Linked DNA regions of Mus musculus: regions 2 and 3 are each linked to region 1. The links are chromatin contacts, called in public Hi-C and HiChIP or PLAC-seq maps. All regions are on one chromosome and are shown on one strand. The core of a region is the stretch at or near the end of the contact, and the rest is flanking DNA. Distances in the headings are between cores, read along the strand shown.

Region 1 (3,563 bases), core at 395-2,894:
ATTTTGCCATAGATTTTATGTTTAAAGGGCATTTTCAAGCTTTTATGCATGTGTTGGACATACTGAGCCATTCTATTGGAACCTGCTCTCTGAGACAAGGATCACACTCAGACTTTCTCTGCTCACCTTCAGCTATTTTGACATAGAATGTAGACAGGAATAGTCAGTTATAGTCATGAGAAAGAGTGGCATTTGTGTTTATTATGCTTACTGAAGCCGTGTGTGTGTGTGTGTGTGTGTGTGTGTGTATGCATGTATTATCATTAAATGTCTAAACAAAGATGACAAGCAGATCCTTATATTTATGCATATTGTATATAGACATGTGGCAATCAGAAGTATTGATAGAAAAAATCAGCAAGCATTGAGAGAAAAACCTATAGATTTAGACAACAGCTTCAATAATATTAATTTATATTTTTACAGGACCTTTCTTTCTGAAAGACTTAGATTTTCGGTTAATGTTTGAAAACCATTGAATTATAGTTAAATATTTACACCTAAGCATATAGTTGAGGTCTATTTTCCTAAGACATAAAAAGGGAGTGGAATAAAATTGTGGCTTCTTGCAAGCTTACTGGCAGAAGATGAATAGGTTCCTTTAGATAACTTGAAATTTCACTATGGGGAACTGTTAGTTATGATTCTTTCATTAAGCAGAGACAATTGGAAAACATTATTGTCTTTTCTCATAGTCAAATGTCTATAAGACCTTAAAAAGCTTTATTAAAAATTCATACACATAGCACTTCCTAAAAGGAGTGTGCTTTCAGCAGATCTAGGAATAGCAATAAAATAATTTCATATATCCTGAATATTGAAGTTAAGATATTTCAAAGTGCTGACAATAATTGTAGGGGATCTGTTTTGATCATTGAAAGGAGAGGGGCATGTGATAACTGCAAGTTCACTGTAGCTGTAGCTGTAGCTGCTTTCTCAAAGCTTGCACAAGCTGTTGGAATATCTCCTGATGACAAAGCACTAAAGAGCTCTGGTCTCTACCACGTGCTGCTTATGGTCAGTGTGCCTGACTCCAGGTGCTGGGTGTAACTAAAGCTTCACAGCAGACGCCTTTCAAGTTCAAACACATGCACTGTGCAAATTGCATTCAGACCTATTTCTGGAATCTTTTTTTGTTTGTTTGTTTGTTTGTTTGTTTGTTTTTACCCCAACTCCCACCATCCTGTAAATGAGAGTTTGAATGCATCGTATTGAATGATGCATGGAAGAGTTCTCTGCCTGCAGCTTTTGGTCATAAGACATTTGGAAAAATGATTATGATCTAAACATTGACTAATATGTTTAGCTGAAGAATCTTAACTTTATGACCCCCTTAACCTAAATTATGATTTTCATATTATTTTTGGACCCTTCAATATACTAATACATTTCTCTCTTACCCTCTGTTCCTCGCCCCCATTCCGGTTTCTTTTAACTCTCCTCTACTCCTTTTCTCATCCCTTGACTCTTCAGTTACCCTGTGAGTTTTGAGGAGGTGGGGAGATTTTCCATGACACATTTTTGTCATTTAAACATAAGCCACTGAAGCACAGATTATTGTCTCTCTCTCCCTATAATATACAAACATGACCATGGCTTAATAACCAGACTCATACCAATGCAGTGAGCCTTGTATTAGTCATAGAGGATTTAGCCAAAATGAGTATACTGTGACATGGCAGTTCTGATTCTGGTTGATGTGAGGGCAGAATAGAGCGTAGTTGTCTCAATAGGTCAAAACCCTTCCATCCATGCTGTATTAATAAGATAGTGAGAAATAAAAAAAAATCCATCAGCTGGAGTTAAAAATCTGTATTCATATAATTTCTACTTTAACACATCAGAGATTAGTGTGTTGTGAAAGACCATCTTTTCTATCCTCTCCCTGGTCTTCTCTGTCCTCTATCATGGCTTCCAATCCTTTACTCTTTTCCTTTCTTTGTTTTTCAAACTTTTCCAGCCATGCATCAAATACCTTAATTGTTAACTTAAATATTGGTAGTGCCACTGTTTTTTCACACTTATGTTGAGAATTTTAGAACACATTGAAGCTGAAATTAGCAATGATGCTTCAAGTTTTTTTTTTTTTAAGAAAACTAAAAATCATTTTGTATTTGCTATACAACATGATTTATTTCTGGATGTAACTAGGAGCCCATGGAGTCAATAGCTACTATGCGATGTAAATTTGCAAGCATTTGGGCACCTGAGCATCCATTCCCAGCCACCTTTGCCATACACATCTGTGTAAGAATTAATTACAGTAGAACGGAAGGGCAGATTAGACCTTACTTACTGTTCCTTTGCTGGTGGTGGGATAATAGATGGGACAAGAATGGAAACAAGATCCTTTGGCCTCCTGTGGTAGAAAAACCCATGAGTCAGAGGCTCTGAGTTTTCTCTTACTAATCCCCTTCCCTTTCTCAGCACTGTGAAACTTTTACTTCATCATGTGACAGCCAACAGCCTAGTCTGTCACAGCAAAATTTTTCTCTGCATCTCAATTCTGACCAATATGGCGATGTATACTGCCCATGGTAACTGGGAGGAATTTAAAGCTGCTCAGGTTAAAACAATCCCAATATTTTTATATTCTCTACCTGACACACTGCTTTAGATGTTCCCCCACACAAATCTATATCTGATAGAGAGCAGAGTGTTGGATCCCCTAGAACTGCACTTAGATATGCTGTCAGTTACCCATGTGGGTGTTAGGAATCCAGCCTGTGTCCTCTAGAAGAACAAGTGCGTTTGACAGCTAAGCCAAATCTCCAGCCATTAGGAACCTCTTCTTAGCTGCGAGCTCTCCTCACAGCACCTGTAAACATTAGCACAAGTCATACATGAACCAAATTTAAACTATTAGTGTTAGATTATTTCAATGTCTTATAAGTTTTCTACATAGTTTTATCTGCCTTATAAGCTAATAGACCTTGAAATTAGTTGGTGGGTGATCTAGAAAAAATAACTTGCATGGATGCAAAATCATCCTTTGCTAAATCATTTCCTCTCTTACAACACAACACAAATATTTCTTAATTTAACTGAATTTACATGAATATTAGTCAGGGTTCTCTCTCTCTCCCTTTCTGTCTCTCTCCACACACACATGTATTTTATTTTATGGATATGAGTACTTGCTTTTATATATACATTGCATCATGCATATTTATAGATACACATATTTACACACACACACACACACACACACACACACACACACACACACACACACAGGGATTTATAACCATGGTTTACAGGCTATGGTCCAGCTGCTCAAACAATGGCTGTTTACCAATGGACGATCTAATAACCCAGTAGTTGTTCCATTCTCAAGGCTGGATGCACAACTGGTCTTCAGTATGAGCCAGAGTCTTGAAAAAGTAGGCTCTATTGCCAGTGAAGGAATAGACTTGCCAGTGATAGCAAGAGCAAGCAAGCAAAGACAGCAAGCTTACTTCTTCCATGTCTCATATATAGGTTGCCGCTAGAAAGGCATGGCCCAAATTAATGGTGGATTTTCTCACCTCAAAAGATCTACACTAAGGGTGGGTCTTCCCATT
Region 2 (3,563 bases), core at 633-3,132, 490 kb after region 1:
TCTCATCCTTTATTCTTCTCTTCTCCTTGTCGGATGCAAAACTCCCACACCAAGCCCTTACACTTCCTTTTTTGACTTGCATTGGTATCACGTAAAGGGTCTTTCATTCACGACTTGTGGAGGTTCCTTCACATAGATTCAAACACACGTGGGGAAATCAGCCTCCTGTAGCCTGTCTCTTCTCTAACCAGTGGTTCTCAATCCTCCTAACACTGTGACCCTTTAACATGGTTCTTTGTGTCATGATGACCCCCAAACATAATATTATTTTCATTGATACATCTTAATTGTAATTTTGCTACTCTTATGAAGCATAATGTAAACAAACACCTGTGTTTTCTGATGGTATTAGGTGACACTTGTGAAAGTGTCATTTGACTGCTAGATGGGTCTCTGCCCGCAGGTTGAAACCACGGGTTTCTATGTTTGTCTTACCATTACCTTGTTAAAGGTCCTTCTATCAGACCTTAACCCCCAATTTAGATTAGTTGATATTCTGCATTCCTTCCCTGATTGTCATTCAGAAACCTGTTTCATTTACGATCTGGAAGCTTATCTCTATAGGCCCAACCTCTATTAACAGTCTAACGATGCAGTTCTTTGCTTATCTTCTTCCCATTTCTACCAAGTTTATAGTATTGTTGTCCATAGATACTTTCTTCATATTCTTACTCCTTTCCAGTCTGTAACTCGAATCTAAATCCCACCTTGCTGAGATTGCTAACCATGATTATTGTTTTCCAAAACTGACCCTGAATGACTCCATTGGTTCTTGTATAGTAGCAATGTGTGACTGCAAACAAAAGCTAGAACTGATCATCCGGCCCCTACTCTGTCTTCTGGCTGCTTTGGTTTAACATATACAGTATGAGAGATGTCCTGGACCTTACCTTCACTGTCTCTGCTCTTACAGCATCCAGGGATGCTTTCATTTGAAACATTCTCAATGGTGTATCAATATTGTAATTGTCACCGAACGTGGAATTTTCAGTTCATCGAAGTGCTTATCAATGTTGCTAATCACTATTTTATTCTGTATCTATTTTTAATAAATGCCTTCAGCAAGCATGGGGTGTTCAAACTTACTTATATAGTTCTTCTTTCTGATAGGAAGCTTCTACTATGACTCCCTTTTGAACATGGGCTGGACCTAGCACGTGTTTTCTAAAAAATAAACATGGCAACATGAAATATAATTCCCATAAAATATTATAAAACACTATGGCTTATGTTGATGGCCAGCTCTGTTTATTATTTTATTTCTTTGCCTGTTCCTCTTTCTTCTTCAACAGGTTCTAATGATGTAGAACAGGCTATTCTCAAATTAACTATCCTGTCTCAGCCTCCTGTGGTCACAGGTGAGAATCACCATAACTGATTTCTTCAGTTGCTCACAAAAAAAAAAAAAAAAAAAAAGTTGTCATTCAAAGACAGACAGACACAATAAAGAACCAAGGATGACAACTGGCCAAGAGCTGTCAATGAAGTGAACTCTGCCAACCACTTTGTGTGTTTAAGAAGAAACTTTACATTATTTAAATATGAGACAATTATAGTCCATGAATGCCTTGAATACTGCTATGGAGTTATAAACACATCTAGGCCATTCTCAGATTTCTGGCCAACAGAAACACTAACATAATAAATGAGCATTGTGTTAAGCTACCAATTTCCTCTATAATTTAGAGTACAGCAATATGATCATCATGCCTGCTGCTCTCAGCTTCAAGCACATGCACACTTTAATCACCATAATGGTATGAAGTGTCCATTCTTATCTTTCTCATTTTACAAATGAAGAAACTGGAAACTGAAGCACAGTGTTTCAGTAGCTACCAAAGATGACTCAAACATTACAGATTAGAGTTTAGCTTGGTCAGATATTATAAATAGATGCTAAAGGAATGAATGTCCATGTTGTTCTAAAAAGCAAGAAAATGTTCTGGGAATGATTAAGCCATTTTTAGCACTTTAGCAAACTCTGTGAAATTAAGCACTGCTCATGTAATAGATTCTGGTTGTATGTCAGCATTTTGGGGGCCTGAGGTTGACATAAACTATCTGCTCCCTACACCATGCATACTAGACATTTGCTTTCTACTTTATGCTACTTACATATAAGCTAAGGAAGTGACGCAGGGGAACCGGTAACTGATCATGATTTACTAATGAGCTTCATGGTGACTTATATGAATCTGTGTTGTTTGATCAGATCAAAAGAACATCCCAGCTCCAAGGCAGTCTATGTTCTACCTTAAAGTAACTAAGGGACATTGTATAGAATACCATCTAGCTCTCCACTGAATGCTATGCTGTAGAATGACAACTTCTTCCATTTCCGCACCTCTAAGTGGGCCATGTGAGTCATGTTGGATAGTTTCCTTGCTGTGACTTTGGCGTGGCTTCCAAATAAAATACTTGCAGATTACGGCTTCCCTCCAAAGACTGAGACCAGTTAAATCACACATTTTTACTGTATCCCTTATTAAAAGCAAAAATGTACCCCCAACAGTGATCATTTCATAGTCATGGTCTGAAGAAAAGAGAAGTGGGTAGGACTACATTCTTGAACATTAGTTCTATTTTACCTCCCAGGTTGCTGTGGGTGTTTGGGCAGTGATACATTACAGATAGATTGATATGGGTCTAAAGAGAATGTTACAAGACCATGAGTCAGAACAGTCATCACTTCAAAGCTGCTTTAGTAGCTGGCAGGAAGTGGTGTGGGTCTCGAGAGCATAAAACTGGCCTCAGAGAAGGTGTGGTTTATGAAAATACTGATGTAATATAAACATTTTATTTCCCAACTATTTATAAGGTCATTCCTACCCTACATCAGATGTCAGATCTGCCTCTGAGAGGTTCCACATGGAACCTACAACATTCTTTGGTTTTGGCACTTTTGCAATGCAACTTGTTTCTGCAGTGTGTGGGAAAGGCAGTACAAAGTCATTGAAGTCGAATGAGCTTGGCATTTATCTGCAGAGCTTCATTCTGTCAGTTCACTGGGAAATGGCTTACTCAAAACTCTGAATAAACTTAGACACACTATTTTACTGCTTTCCTGTCCATAGCTTGATAAAGATCCTATTAGTGACCAAAACAAATTCCGTCAATATCTCTCAGGGACAGTATCACTGCCTCAGACAGTGCAAGGACCATTAACCCAGTGCAGAGACACAGTTAACCCCTATCACCCTTCTCATTTATACCTTAGTAATGGGAAACATCCTAGAGAAAAAGATGAAAAACTCCAAAAATTTGAGAACTACCCATAGGAAGAAAGTAGAGAGCACCTGTCCTTGTGGTATGGTGGAGCTTCTTTTGGGTATATTGGGTATATTAGCAGGAGCTGTATAGCTGGGTCTTCAGGTAAACTATTTCCAATTTTCTGAGGAACCTCCAGATTAACTACCAGAGTGGTTGTAGCAGTTTGCAATCCCACCAGAAATGGAGGAGTGTTCCTCTTTCTCCACATCCTTGCCAACATGTGCAGTCACTTGAGTTTTTGATCTTAGCCATTTTGGTTGGTATAAGGTGGAATCTCAGAGTCATTTTGATTT
Region 3 (3,563 bases), core at 268-2,767, 440 kb after region 1:
AACTTCAAGTACTATAGATTGGAGCCTTGTCTTGTCCCTGATTTTTGTGGGATTGTTTCAAGATTCTCTCCATTTAATTTGATATTGGCTATTGGTTTGCTGTACATTGCTTTTATCATGTTTAGTATGGGCCTTAAATTCCTGATCTCTCCAATACTCTCAACATGAAGGGATATTGTATTTTGCCAAATGCTTTTTCAGCAAATATTGTGATGATCATGTGATTTTTTCTTTAAAAAAATATATATATAGGATTACATTGATGGATTTCTGTATATTGAACTAGCCTGTATCCCTCGGATGAAGCCTCCTTGATCATGGTAAGTGATCATTTTGATGTGTTCTGTGATTCAGTTTGTGAGAAATCTTTTGAGTATTATTTCATTGATGTTCATAACTGAAATTGTTCTGAAGTTCTCTTTCTTTGTTGGGTTTAGATATCAGAATAACAGTGGCTTCATAAAAATAATTAGTTAGTGTTCCTTCTGTTTCTATTTTGTGGAATAGTTTGAGGTGTATTGGTATTAGGTCTTCTTTGAAGGTCTGATAGACTTCTACACTAAAACCCTAAAATCATCTGGCCCTGGGTTTTTTGTTGTTTTGTTTTGTTTTGTTGTTTTTTTCAGCCTTTTAATGACTGCTTCTATTTTCTTAGAGGTTATAGGACTGTTTAGATAGTTATAAACATAAAAGAATAAAACTAAAGCTAAGAAGGATCAGTAAGAGTAATGGTTTATTTCATTATTATGTTAGCTGGCCATATGATAAAGCATTTAATATAGTGATGAACACAAAGGATGTCCCCCCACCATGTGCCAGGAGAGACAAAATCAAGCAATAAGCATTTCTGTATTACTTTCAACCTTCTAATTTTTCTTTTTTTTTCTTTTTGATTTTTTGATTTTGTTTTATTTTGGTTTGGTTTGGTATTTTTGGTTTTTTGAGACAGGGTTTCTTTGTCCTGGAACTCATTCTGTAGACCAGGCTGGCCTCAAACTCAGAAATCCTCCTGCCTCTGCCTCCCAAGTGCCGGGATTAAAGGCATGTGCCACCACTGCCCAGCCTAATTTTTCTTTATATTACTGGACAATGAGACTTTTTTTTTCTAACTAGGGACACTGCATGATACTTTCATGTTGTAGGGAGAGGGAAAGTCAGGCTAACTTGGGTATGCTATGTTCCCTTAGAGCAAATTAGAGCAAGGTCATGAGAGATAAACAGAGCCAAGCCTGGGAGCAGTTGTGCTTCACTGGGTTTTCTGTTCCTTAATTGGTTTGGAGTGCTGTGGTTCCTTTAAAATATGGGGGAGGTTATTCTACTGAGTGGTGAGTAACTCTGGCCATAGCTACAGGAACAAACAAAACAACAAAAAGCTTAGGGGAAAAAAAAACCCACAAGCACTCAGACTGAAAAAGTAACCAAGCCAAAAATGCCATTTGACTATTGCAAAATGATCGGGCACACACTGAAAGCCAAACATGCTTACAAGTTCAGCAAGCCCCAAATATGCCATGTCATTAGTGTCTTTCCTTCCAAGTATTCTGTCCACATACTCTGAGCTGTTTACCACAAAGAAAAGATGCATCACCTTGTTAAATCATTTCTAAAGCAGGAGGGGAGAAGGAAAAGAAAAAAAAGAAGGGGATAAGTGGGGTGAGGGGAGGGGCTGTGAGAGAGGACCAGGAAGAGGGCAGTGGTCTATGATTAGAGTATTAAAATGAATAAATTAATTAGTTAATGAAAAGGGAAAAGGTGGGAAAGGGAAGGAGTAAGGAAGGAAAAATTAGGAAAAAGGAAACAGGGGGTAGGGAAGGAGAAAGGGAACAAAGAGAATTACTGGAAAAAAATACAATAAAAAGTTTTCAAGTGACTTAATGTGAAATTTTCAAAAAACCTCCATGCTCCACCAGATAAATATTTCTGCATATTCTCAGAAATGGGTCACACTTCCCACATACTTAAAAACATCCTTTACAGTTAATCTATCAATAGCAACCCTACCAGACATTTTATCTTAAAATTTGTCTTGGGCCTGAAGACAGCGTGGTAGTAAAAACCTTGTACAGATCTCCATCAGCCAGGTGAAACAGCTTGGTGTGCTGAGACACTTGCCACCCTAGCCTAGGGAGGGGAAGCTGGAAAAGTCTCAAGATTCGCTGGCCAGCCAGACTAGCCAGTCTGTGAAGAGACCCTGCCTCAGACAATAAGGTAGAGAACAACTGAGCTTGACATTTTGATGCCAACCTCTGTCATCCACACATACACATGTAGGCACATACGTAGCATAGACATGTGTACAAACACACACATGTACACACACATACATATACAATTCTTTGTCCTTTCATTTTTATATGGCTTGTTCGGAAGGAACCAAGAAAGGAAACATAACAAAGCTATGTGAACACAAAGACTGTTTGTTGGACATTCTCCAAACCCAGCTGTAAACATCCACTCTTTGTTCGAATCCTTACAGCCACCTACCCAGTCACATGACAGCAGCATGACCAGCTTTGTCCACCAGAGCTCTTTGCATGGAAATGTACTAAATGTACTAAATGGACATACCAGCCACACTTCTTTCAATGACAAGAAACTGATCAAGTAGAAAATGTGGGAAAGTGGACATTCAGGCTAACTGTCTCCCTGTCTTTAATTGAAGCATTGTCTACTTCTCTGAATTAAACTGTCAGTTTAATTCAAGCTAGCTGAGCTGTTTATCATCCAGGAAAAAATCTAGTAGATGCTGAAGATATGCCAGATTACATTTCTACAGATCTTCTTTGTATGTTTAATCTTTTTTTTCTCCCTCCCTACTTCATGATACACACAGCTCTATGAATTGTGACTCTTATCAAGATGAGGTTTGGACTATCTTCTATCTTGCCTTTCATGTTGGTTACTTTTCGATATGGAATCTTTTCAATGTCAAATGTTGCTAGGTAACTATTTTCCTTGTTTTAATTCAGTTTTGGTAAAAACAAAAGTATATCTAAGTGGTTTAGTCTCAACTAGTATTGCTCTTCTTCCAAAATATGTATGTCCTACTTTTGTGTCAAGAGATACACGATGTGGCTTTCCAGACCTGCACAGAGCTACAGATGGTAGCAGAATTAGTTGTTTATAAATTTTACTGTTCATTGCCACAAACACATGGAACATAGATAATAAGTAATGAAATACTGTTTATAAAATAACTGAATGATTCAGAGAAGGAGATAGAAGGAGATAGATGATTCACATAGAAACAGAAAAAAAGAGGTTTCTCTGTAGAATTCCTTATATCTCTAATTAATATGGAGAAGTACGTGCCTTTAATCTCCAGGGAAATCCTGATGCTGTGAGCCAAACACAGTAGTAGGTTTCTGAAATTAACTGTTGTGATTGATGATCTGGGTATGACAGTGTGGACCGCTTTAAATTTCAGCTTACCAACAGAATAATCAAACTAGAAGTTAAGTTGAATGCTGACTTTATAAGGTCTTTTATGTTTAATTTAATTTGAAATGTTCTTTAGTTTGAAGATTTTTGTTATCTGATTTTATATATACTGCCAGAGTTGC

What was found. HiChIP or PLAC-seq counts read pairs in DNA pulled down with a chosen protein or histone mark. A called contact is a pair of places that touch in the nucleus more often than the background predicts.
Region 2: a CTCF HiChIP or PLAC-seq map of the NIH/3T3 cell line shows a contact between it and region 1, with 14 read pairs. The contact joins two enhancer-like sites. A contact is called at or near these places in 1 of 15 datasets of contacts at CTCF or cohesin (the NIH/3T3 cell line) and 1 of 115 datasets of contacts at active chromatin or transcription factors (embryonic fibroblasts).
Region 3: a Hi-C map of the MC38 cell line shows a contact between it and region 1, with 9 times the contacts expected there. The contact joins two enhancer-like sites. A contact is called at or near these places in 3 of 484 Hi-C or Micro-C datasets (the MC38 cell line, adipose-derived mesenchymal stem cells and cortical neurons) and 2 of 115 datasets of contacts at active chromatin or transcription factors (bone marrow-derived dendritic cells and pancreatic cancer cells).

What each region holds. Positions count from the first base shown.
Region 1 is chr12:35,732,637-35,736,199 of GRCm38.p6, reverse strand. All of the region lies in intron 1 of Gm40388 (a long non-coding RNA gene), which reads left to right. Among named protein-coding and RNA genes, the nearest start is that of Gm40388, 12 kb to the left of the region's middle. Within about 2 kb of position 1,644, at least 45 of the 459 cell types and tissues checked have an H3K27ac peak or open chromatin away from gene starts, as enhancers often do. A contact at or near this core is called in the MC38 cell line, the NIH/3T3 cell line and pancreatic cancer cells, where this site is marked.
Region 2 is chr12:35,245,625-35,249,187 of GRCm38.p6, reverse strand. No RefSeq gene overlaps it. Among named protein-coding and RNA genes, the nearest start is that of Mir680-3, 53 kb to the right of the region's middle. Within about 2 kb of position 1,882, at least 67 of the 459 cell types and tissues checked have an H3K27ac peak or open chromatin away from gene starts, as enhancers often do. A contact at or near this core is called in the NIH/3T3 cell line, where this site is marked.
Region 3 is chr12:35,292,700-35,296,262 of GRCm38.p6, reverse strand. No RefSeq gene overlaps it. Among named protein-coding and RNA genes, the nearest start is that of Mir680-3, 100 kb to the right of the region's middle. Within about 2 kb of position 1,517, at least 87 of the 459 cell types and tissues checked have an H3K27ac peak or open chromatin away from gene starts, as enhancers often do. A contact at or near this core is called in the MC38 cell line and pancreatic cancer cells, where this site is marked.